Regions from separate parts of the Sus scrofa genome. Here region 1 is linked to region 2. Evidence: chromatin contacts called from public HiChIP or PLAC-seq data. All regions are on one chromosome and are shown on one strand. Each heading gives the region's core, a stretch centred on a gene start, on an enhancer-like site or on the middle of the called end of the contact. The rest is flanking DNA. Distances are from core to core; before and after follow the strand shown.

The links. HiChIP or PLAC-seq counts read pairs in DNA pulled down with a chosen protein or histone mark.
Region 1: an H3K27ac HiChIP or PLAC-seq map of alveolar macrophages shows a contact between it and region 2. The contact joins the promoter of ATP2A2 here to the promoter of P2RX7 in region 2. A contact is called at or near these places in 1 of 47 Hi-C or Micro-C datasets (embryonic fibroblasts) and 1 of 2 datasets of contacts at active chromatin or transcription factors (alveolar macrophages).

Annotation. Positions count from the first base shown.
Region 1 is chr14:31,672,260-31,678,063 of Sscrofa11.1, reverse strand. It overlaps ATP2A2 (ATPase sarcoplasmic/endoplasmic reticulum Ca2+ transporting 2), which reads right to left and starts at 2,791. Exons shown (of 20, transcript NM_213865.1): 1 at 2,661-2,791; 2 at 1,943-1,960; 3 at 1,770-1,852. The coding sequence starts at 2,778.
Region 2 is chr14:31,474,740-31,480,131 of Sscrofa11.1, reverse strand. P2RX7 (P2X purinoceptor 7) reads left to right here and starts at 3,630. Exons shown (of 13, transcript XM_001926804.5): 1 at 3,630-3,931. The coding sequence starts at 3,807. The region is part of intron 2 of IFT81 (intraflagellar transport protein 81 homolog); the gene reads right to left.

The DNA of each region.
Region 1 (5,804 bases), core at 1,542-4,041, 200 kb before region 2:
ATAGTGACCAAAACGGTAACTCAAATTTCAACTCCAAAATATAGCTCTATAAAGCTAAAAAAGCCAACATCCTACCTTAAAACAAAATTAAAGCATTTATTTAAAAACCCACTTGAAAATGCCTAGAAACTATAAGCTCCTTACTTTAAAATTTAAAAAAAAATCACGTAATTATCTCAAAATATTAATATAAAATCACTCAAACTGGCCTTGACTCAAGAGCTTCTATACAACCCAAAGAGTCAATAGCTTGTCTGCTGGAAATAATGCCACTGATGTTGTAACACTGCCTTAAATTACACACACAGAATAACTCCATAAAAATTTATTTTATCTCTGGCTTGTATACAGCAGGTGATTAACTTCTAAGAGGTCCTTGATGACCTTACTGTACCCCAATATTAAAACTACCAAACTTGAGACTATTTGAGAATTATTTAGCCAGTTTAAACATAAATATTTATACTATGTATTAGAACTAACTGACCAAACAGTTCTACTCCTTTATCTTAATTGGTAAGCCAGCAGCTACTTACTGCAGGGTTTTTTAAAAAATTAATCCAGAAAAAAACACATTTAAAAGGTACAGAGTGATTAATTCAGGATGCCAAATGGTTTGCTATGATGGTCTCTTAATTTTATCCAGTGAAAATATGAGGAATTAATTATTATTAATGGCTACACATCACTTGGCTAACATGGCATGATATGTTATAGAGTCTCACAGCAGTATTTGAGTACAGCAACTCCAAAAACGTTCACCTCTTGCCAATTTTTTCCCTCCACCTGCCCACTGCTTTGTATATTTAGTTCTCAAAATAGCCCTGTTGGATATATGGCAGTCAAAGACTGAGGTAGATCCCTGAGGCTTATATGTGTACAAACATACAAAAAAGGAATCTTAAAACGGTGTCAATTTTGCAAAGCCTGAAAAAAATTACTGCACTGAGGGAATTTCACTTCCTATCTTGGTTTTTACAAGAATGAAACCCTGTGCTTTAAGAACAAAAGGCATCTCATGCTGTGAGGATTAGGAACGTATGTGTCCTATTCATGACCATTTTTAGGAAAACTTTGAAATCCACTGCCCAAGAAAAAAAGTGAGATAGAAAATTAGTATTCAACATGAAAAAATGTTAATAACCTAGAAATATCCTTGCCAACCCTCATCACCTTTCTTCTGCTGCAGTTCTTTGCATTTCACCAGTTTCTAAGCAACCATACAGGACTCAAACGGGTAAGCACATACAGAACAAGAAAAAACAATGATTTTTTTTCTTTTAGGATCTAGAACCAACTGTACTGAACCTTGTTCTCTCAACCTAGGACTCATTCAAGACAGGGGTCCAATTTAGATAAATATACTACCCTAAAGGTCAGTGACCAAATTTGGTCAACAGTGGTGCCATCACTGCCGTCATCATTCTTGTCACTGTCAGAAACAACTGTCACCTTGCCATTACCAGGAAGGGAGAGCAACTGGAATATTCCTTTTGTAAGTTCTATTTACAGACTACAAAGAGCCAGCATCATCTTAGTATGATCTTACACAATGGAAGAACCCAAAACAGAAAAGACCTCCCAATAAAGAACTTCTTGATGTTAAAAAGAAACAAACATACAAAAAAACCCCAAACCCCCCACACAAAACATGAAGACACAACTTAAATTTCCAAACATAATGTTCTCACTCAATAGACATTTGCTTCTTGGTTTTTTTACCTATGGTTTATTGTTGACTTTTTGGAAAGAAAATGTTTTATACTTACAAAAGATATACATGCTGCCAACAATAAAATTCTAACGAGTAAGTCTTCAAACTGCTCAATCACAAGTTCCAGCAAGGTTTTCCCTGTTAGAAACAATCATATTAGTTATAAATGTCATCTTTGACATCAGCACATGAAGGGCAGCGGGAGAGAAACACGTTGAGATTACTTACCTTCTTCAGCCGGTAACTCTGCAGGATGTAGAAATCCACCAGGCAACGTGTCAAGAACGGGAGGGGGGAAAAAAAGCATTTTAGCACTCTGACATTACAAAAAGAATTACTAAAGTATCACTGCCTTTTAAAGACATGACTACATATATGAACTCAATCACTTTTAATAGAAACCGTACCAAAACGGTATCCTAAGAAAATGTACAATATTTGTTGCACTGATCTACTCCAAAATGTGAAATTATATTGCAACCTAACAGCGCTCCTGATACAAGGAGTCATTTCAGCTCTGTCATCACTTCTGCCAGATGTGTAACTCTGGATAGTACAAGAACAGTCAGAGGCATTCCCAACTATAACAACGCCTCATAAATCCGACTGGGGACAAGAAAATGTCTCGCAGGGCTCAACCCAGCTGCAGGAGACTCATCCCTCTCTCCACCGGGGCCAGCTGCTGCGGGTGAGAAACCGCCGAGCTAGCTGCGTGCGGGGAAGGTCAAGGGCTGGAGCCACGAGGCGGCGCAGACCCGACCCCGGTCCCCCGCCTGCAACCCCTCTCTCCCAGGGGGCCGGGGCGCGGGCTCAACCCGCCGTCTGCAGCCCTCGGCGGGCGCGGAGCCGAGACCCACGAGGTGGAGCCCGGTCAGCCATCTTTCCTGGCTCTCGGGCCCGCGCCGAGCGGCGCGGGGACCCTGCAGCCCGTGCACCAAGCACCTACCGTTGGAGCCCCATCTCTCCTTGAGCTTCTTGACCTGCTCCAGGCTCAGCCCCGTGCTCTCGTTGACGCCGAAGTGGCCCAGCACCTCCTCCACCGTCTTTGTGTGCGCGTTCTCCATGGCTGCGGGGGCCCGGCCGGCCTCGCCTCCAGTCCCCGCGGCCTCCTCGCCTCCGCCTCGCACTCGGGCCGCGGGCTCGTGCCACCCTGGGCGCCCAGGCGCGGACTGGCCTGTCCCTCTCCTTCTCCTCCTCCGGCCGCTTCCGCCTCGCCGGGCGCTGAATCACCCCGCGCCCCCTCCCCCAGACAACCGCCCCTCTCGCAGCCCTGCCCTCGCCGGCGCCCGCCCCGGGCTCAGCTGGACCGTAGGGGGGGGCGAGGGGGGGCTTCCGACCCTCCCTCCCCTCGTCAGAAGGGAGGGCCTCCTTCACCCTCAACCGCCCGCCGGGAGCGCAGGCCGCAGCCCCCGAGCCCCCTCCCCGTTCTCCTGAGGTGGTTCTCCGCCCCGCCCGGGCCGGGCCGGAGGAGGGGACGCTCGGCTGACTCCTGAGAGCCGAACCGAGCGAGGGAGGCGAGCCTGCGGGGTGGTGCGCGGCGCGCTCGCCCTGTCCACTCAGCTCCGCACCCCCGACAGCAACGGAGGAAACTGCGGCGGAGGAGAAGGAGGTGGCGTCGGGGACGGCTCCGCGGCGGCTGCTCTAATAGCATTTATCCGCCGCTGCCTCCCCTCTCGCCGCCGCCGCGGCATGTGGACGCCGCTCATTGGCCGAGAGGGCCCAGCGCGGCGCGGGCGGCGCGGCCCCGCCCCCTCCCTCCGGCTCCCTCCCTCCCGCGCGACTGGCGCCCACGCGGCCGTTCAAGCCCCGCCCCCTCCTTCGTACCGCCCTCAGGAACCCGGATCCGGGCCGGCGCGCGCAGCTCCTGTGCAGGGCGCGTTGTGGCCCGCTGGTCCGCGGAGGCCCGAGGCTGGAACGCTTCTTTGGCGGGGCTGTTCTCGATTCTCGCCCCACTCAACCATCGGCAGGCGTAGAACCCGGGAGGGTGGAGGGCTCACGGCGGGCTGCCTGCACTCATTGACCGGAAGAAACTGCCTGCCCATCTGGGTCGGCCTCGGGTTAGGGTGGGTGATTCGAAGGCGAGACGGAGGAAATTGGGAACTCGATCTCCGCAGAGCTCCCCTAAGCGCGCTGAGGTTAGGTGTCCTTGGCTCGCCCCCTTGCCCTCCGCCTCCTGGGCCGCACTCTGCATCCTAATCTGTCTCTCAAGAGCACCTTTCAGGATCCAAGGGAAGGAATTCCGCATTTAACTTCCCACGCGGCCAAAATCCCTCATCTGTTGCTTCAGGAACACCGCACCCCACCCACCCCGACCTCCCCACCTCCACCGAGAGCTTCACCGCGTGCAGATACCAGCCCTTCCCCAGCGAGTTCTGTGCTCTGACTGAGGGAATCCCACACTGGCGGGGGCGGGGGGAGGAAAAAAAGGGGGTTTTATTTTTAATATCCCACGCAGCCTTTGATACACGTCCGCATAGAAGTCACAGATTACGCTACTGTAACAAATAGCGAGAGTTGTGCAAGAAGACACTTCGCTTGGTTTTTAAGATGAAGGCTATCTTCTAGACTTTCACTTTTCCCGATAGGAGAAAAAGGCACTTGAATCCAGAATCTGTTCTTAAACCACAGATAATTTGCTCCTGAGGACTATAGAAAACCTACCTAACTGCACAATAAAGGGAATTTTGCCAATATAAATAAGTTAGACTACTTAATAGAAAGGGACCTTTGCTTTGATTTCATGAACAAAAGGTGAACACATTCGCATCACAAAGAGCAGTTTTCTTAAGGGACTGTGTCGCAGAATGAAGCATTTAGTCCACTTTTGTGTTTGGCCATGGTGTACCATACACAGGAGCCAAAGCAGAGCAAAAATCACCATAGTTGTCCCAGATGGCTCAGTCTCAGTACTTAAGATAAAGTCCTTTAACAGATGCAAATCACTTTGCATTACCCCACTGAAAGAAAAATCAGGCACCTCATTTCATTTAATTATTTCCAAGGAGCGGAGGCTAGCATGTAGTTTTGATACTTGGAAAAGGACCAACAAAACCCTACACTAAACAGAAATTCTAGTGTATGGCAATGCGCTAAAGAGAAGCAAGGTGGAAACTGGTTAGGTCACAGAATAGGAGCCTCTTCCAGGAGGGACATGTGACTGGATGGTGGGGGTGTGGTAATGGAGGGCTGGTGGTTCTTTTCCCACTCAGACCGCTTCACCACTTCTGATTCTGACCAATTCTTATGCCTCACCCCAGCAAGGATTGTTACCTTACTCAGCCTAGAAATTACCTTGAGCATTTTACTTTGGACCTCTGTTCCATGGCTCCGTCTCTGCCTGGGGTTGTAAGCACTTCTATGATTATAATCTTCTTGAGAGTTTTCTGATCTGGGCTCTTGTACTCAATGCTCTTCCCTAGATCTTCATGCTCCTACTTCCATCTTATTCAGATCTCAGCTTATATGTTACCTCCTCAGAGATGTCTTGACTGACTACTTAAAGGGTTATCCTCCCCAACAAACCTTGCTGTCATATTATTTTTTTCTTCAAAGCATTGATCTCTGAGGTTGTATTTTTTGCTTAGCTGTTTACTGCTTGGCTCACCATACCAGGATGTCAGCTCCATGAGAACAGAAGCTTGTCTAGCTTGTCCATCTTCAGGATGCAGAAAGCTCCTGGTATTCATTCATCATTTACTGAATGCCTACAGTTGTTTGTTTGTTTTATGGCCATCCTTGGCATATGGAAGTTCCTGGGCCAGGGATTGAATTCTAGCTGAAGCTTCGACCTACACCACTGCTATAGCAACACAAAACCCTTTAACCCATTGCAGTCACACCTCCACAGTGACCTGAGCTATTGCAATCAGATTCTCAACCCACTGCACCACAGTGTGAACTCCACCTCCTGTTTCAGTGAATGAAAGAATCTTACCATCCCTGATTTATAAGGGACTTTAAAAGGGCCTGGTCATGCAAGGGCCTCAGCAAATTTTTGCTGAACTCCAAGTTTATTGATTTCCATTTGGTAAAATAAACAGGAGGGCCTCTGCATTACTTGCCTCCTGGGAATGCTGTGACAGTTAGGTTT
Region 2 (5,392 bases), core at 2,381-4,880:
TTTGGTGACTCAAAACAATGTGTGTAGGAATTCCCACTGTGGTGCAGTGAGTTAAGGATCTGGTGTTGCCACAGCTGCAGCATAGGTCACAGCTGCAGCTCAAATGCAATCCTGGGCCTGGGAACTTCCATATTCCATGGGTGTGGCCAAAAAAGTATGTAAATCAAATTTTCTAGGGAGAAGATGCAAAAGTTAGTGATACTGTTCACTAAATATTTCTGCTGCTTCTGTTTCTGGGCTCATGGAAAATACATGGGGAGACTGAATTTCCTGGATTCCCTAGTGGTTGGATGGGGCCAAGTGACTAGTTTTGACCAAGGCATTAGGAGCAGAAGTGAGTGCATTATGCCCAGGTCAGAGCATTGAAATGCTCATTCAAGAGTTGAGGAAAAAAAAAAAAAAAGAAAAGAAAAAGAAAAGGAGTTCCCTTCATGGCTCAGTGGTTAACGAACCTGACTATGATCCATGAGGATGCGGGTTTGATCCCTGGCCTTGCTCACAGCTTGCTATGAGCTGTGGTGTAGGTTGCAGACACAGCTTGGACCCCACGTTGCTGTGGCTGTGGCTGTGACTGGCAGCTGTAGCTGCAATTCGACCCCTAGCCTGGGAACTTCCTTATGCCATGGATGTGGCCCTAAAAAAAAAAAGAGTTCAAGGTAGTGGCAGTTCCATTAGTCTTAGTCTCTGAGTGACTACAATAAGAAGAGCCCTTTTTTTTTTTTTTTTCTTTCTTTCTTTCTTTTTTTTCTGGCGGCATATATATGGCAATTCCTGGGCTAGGGGCCAAATTGGAGCTGCAGCTGCTGGCTACAGCCACAGCCACAGCAATGCCAAATCCAAACCAAATCTGTGACCTACACTGCAGCTTGTGGCTGGATCCTTAACCCATTGAACGAGGCCAGGGAACGAACCCAGATCCTTGAATTCTTAACCCCTAAGCCACAATGGGAACTCTGGGCAGAGCCTCCTGAGTGATTTATGATGGACACGGTGAATGAGAAATTAATTGTCATTGTTTAAAGCCATGAGATTTGGGAGGTTGTTCGCTACTGCAGCATAACCTGTCCTTTCCTGACTGATAGAAATATAAAAATGCTGAAACAGAATTCACTGGAACTGACATGTAAGGGGGAGAAGAGAACCAAACATGTAAGAAAAATAGTCATAGAGGTAAAAATGAGAAACCAGAAGTTGGGACCCAGGTGAGTCCTGGAAATGAAGGAAAGAAATTGCTCCAAGAAGTAGAGAGTGGTTGAGGGTGTTGAATGCATCTGAGAGGTCCAGTAAAATAAGGAATACAAGATATGCACTAAATCTGGCAACTGAGAATTCATTGATAAACTTATGGACAAGAGAATCTATGTAGTGATGGGGGAGGAATTAGTGGACACAGAGCTGAGGAAGCAGAGAGTGAAGAGCATGAGGGATCAGTATAATAATTCAGAGGAAAGTCTAGAAGGAATTGGATGTCTTTGGGTGGTGGCAAGGGCAATACTGAAGTGATTTTCCTATTCTGAACATTTCCTATAAATGGAATCACATACTATGTGACCTTCTGTGTCTGGCTTCTTTCACTTTGCATGTTTTTTAGGTTCATCCATGTTGCAGCATGTATCAGTGCTCCATTCTTTTTTATAGCTCAATAATACTCCATTGTATAGGTAGACCATATACTTTTTTAACCGTTCATCTGTCGATGAACATTTGAGTTATCTGCCTATGCACTGCTGTATCATTAGTGATTGGTGCTGTCGAAATGAGTAGATGAATAGCATGAGTAGCATTGTCCAAGGTCACGGAGGTGGTAACATGTAACTCCAGGATTAGAAGCTAGGCAATTAGTCCCTCAGCACCTATGTTCTAACCATCAAGCTTATTGCTCTCACAGGATCTCCTCTTTATATAGATGAAGATAACTTTCTGGCAGGAAAATGATGGCGTGCTCCAGGGGGGTAACTAATGATGGGACCATTTACAAAGGTGTGGGCAGAGTTAACAAAAAGTGATAAGGAATGGAAGGCTGCCTGGATTGGCAACAGCCCAGAGCCATCACCAAATCCAGCCTGAAGGGGCAAGGAGGGAGGGGTGCCCAGAGGCCCTGCCATGGGCAGTTGGAGAGCAGCCAGGAAAATTCACATCCAACCTCACTGTCCTCCTGCTCTCTGTATCCTGAACTGGGAGCAGGGAGGTAGGGGAGCCCCCCATCCAACACCCTGAATAGCTCTAATGGGTGAAAAAGTAAAAATTAGCTCAGACTAGAAAAGTAAAAGTCAGTCCGACTAACTAGCAGGCAGGAAGAGCAGATATGGATAAAGTCCACTGCAAAGGGAACAAAAAAACAGTATTTCCGAGTGTAGCTATAGGGTGATAATACCCTGCATCTTTGAGTGACGGACTGCTGCTTTCCTACTCATGGAGAAATGTCATCCACTAAAATCATAGATCTCAGAAACTTTGCTATTTGAAACTGCATCAGTAAGAATGAAATATTCTTTTGTCTGGAGGGTCTAAGTCACCCTGAGACTGAGACACAGCTCGATTTGCAGCTCAGGTGAGGAGGAGCTTTAGGTAAAAGCTTTCTGGACACAACAATCAAAGCTTTACTGCCTCCCTGGGTCCACTTTGCAATACAGATCTGAAGCTGACCATTTTATTTAAACCTGCTTTGCTGTGAGCCTGTGAAAACTCGCTTTCGTTTCAATTTAATCTCAACTCCACCTTCCCCAGAATCGATGACTCTGATAACTCTGTCCCTTTGTTTGGTGATGTGCTCTCCCTCATCTTTTTTTTTTTTCTTTTTCTTTTTTTTAAGGGCCGCACTTGTGGCATATGGAGGTTTCCAGGCTAGGAGTCAAATTGGAGCTGCAGCTGCCAGCCTAAGCCACAGTCACAGCAACACAGGATCTGAGTTGCATCTTCAACCTATGCTGCAGCTCTTGGCAACGCCAGACCCTTAACCCACTGAGCAAGGCCAGGGGTTGAACACACATCCTCATGGAAGCTAGTGGGGTTCTTAACCCACTGAGCAACAATGGGAACTCCTGTATTCTTCCTCATTGAATGGGTCAATAAACCTGATTTTGTTGGATGGCAGTTTTGTGTCTGGTGGTCTTAAGCTGATTGGGCTAGGTCATGGGTTGATCTGCCAGGGCATAGAGCTGGCCAAAGAGTAGATCTAGAGGGTCAGGCCAAAAATATCCAGCAAGGAAATAAAGTCCTCTCCCCACCCCAGCCCCCACTGTCTGCAGACCAGAGTGTTATGAGGAAGGGAGGGAGGGAGGAGAGGGACGTTGAATCATCCAGTGTTCACGGACAGCTGGGGCTGAATAAAGGGTTGTGGAAATGAATCAATCAGCTTCTGAGTGGGGCTGGAAGCAACAGAAAGATCTAGGCTCCTTACTAAGGCACAATGGCAGCACTGGGGCTCCTGACATTTGAAGGGCTGCCTCTTTACCCCAATGGAAATGAGTCCAAAAAAGTGTGAAAGGAGAAAGGGGATAAAGCAGAATTCTTAAAATGCCCTTCCTTTGAACACCATCTTTGTGCAGGCATCTGGGGGAGGCCGCTGGGGCGGGGTCATCTGTCAGCCAGGCCTGTAGGACTTGGCTTTTCCTGTTTACTCCCAGCCACATCTGGGGCAGTGGCCAGGGCCCGCCCCCACTCTGCCATCATTGGAGGAACTCAAACTTTAAAGGTCCTGCTAAGAATCAGAACATTTCAATTTCCTCTTACTGGTGGGTCTGCTGTGGCCGGTCAGGAAGGGCTGAGCCGTGGTCCAGCCCCGAGTGGAGAGCCAGCCTCTCACCATGCCAGCCTGGTGCAGCTGGAACGACGTTTTCCAGTATGAGACAAACAAAGTCACCCGGATCCAGAGCATGAATTACGGCACCATTAAGTGGTTCTTCCACGTATTGGTCTTTTCCTATGTTAGGTAAGTGGGGCGTGAGGAGGGCCCTGAATCTCTGCAGTGGCTGAAAGCAGCCCAGAAAACCTCAAGGTGCAGCTCCTGATGCACATTCTGAATCCTCTGTGGTTTTAAAATCTGCAAGCTGGGGGTGGAGGTGGGGAGTCGGGAGAGGAAGCAGGGCCAGTCTGCTGCAGGGAGAAGCCACAGGAAGGGAGTGTGACACCATGGGTTCTAACCCAGGCCTGCTGGGGCAAGCTGGGCAGGGCATGCCTGGAGAAGGTGGGGAAATGCAGGGCAACACCCTGGATTCCTGGGAAGGAGTAAAGGATTTGGGACACGCCTGATGATAATGCCGGCATCAATCTGAGTCATCCCTGCTCTTGGGGAGGAATAGGACTAGACCTGTAAAAGCAACTTCAGGTCCTCCTTGGTGTCAAGAAGACCCTTCTTGCTCCTTTTTTTTTTGAAAAAAAACCAGCTTATTGAGATACAATTCACATACCATACAATGCACCCATTTAAAGGATACAATTCAGCAGTTTTTAGCATATTCAAAGAGTTGTGCAACCATCCACAATTAATTTTAGAATATTTTCACAGCTCCTGTCATGGCTTAGTGGAAAAGACTCTGACTAGCATACATGAGGACGCAAGTTCGATCCCTGGCCTTGCTCAGTGGGTAAGGATCTGGCGTTGACATGAGCTGTGGTGTAGGTTGCAGATGTGGCTCGGATCCCACATTGCTGTGGCTGTGGTGTAGGCCGGCAGCTACAGCTCTGATTCGACCCCTAGCCTGGGACCCTCCATATGCTGTGGGTGTGGCTCTAAAAAAAAAAAAAAGGCCATATTTTCATTACCTCATAACCAGAACAAAACAAAACCCTACATCCCTTAACCATCACTCTCAATCCTCCTATTCCCCTGCAGCTCCAGGTACCCACTGATCTGTTTTCTGGCTCTATGGATTTACCTATTTTGGATAATTCATACAAATGGAATCACACAATATATCATCCTTTTGCAACTGTTTTCAAGGTTCAGCCATGTTAGAACATGTATCTCTATTGCATTCCTTTTAATGGCTGAGTAATATTCCATTGTATGGATATACGACTTTTGAGTGGAAGTTTGGGTTGTTTCTAATTTTTGACTATGATGAATGATGCTGCTGTGAACATCTGTGCACACATTGTTTTTCGAACATGTCTTCAGTTTTCTTGGGTATGTACATCTGAATGGAACCGTTGGATAACTTGGCAAACTCTCCTCAGTCTTTTGAGGAACCATTCAACTGTTTTTCACAGTGGCTGCACCATCTCATATTCCCACCAGCAATGTATGTTCCAATTTCTCCACATCCTCATCATCACTTGTTAGCGTCTGTCTTTTGGATTACAGGCCCCAGTGAGTGAGTATTTCATTGTGGTTTTGATTCATATTTCTCTCATGGCAACTGCTCCCTGGCTCTTTGTGGTGGTGATGATG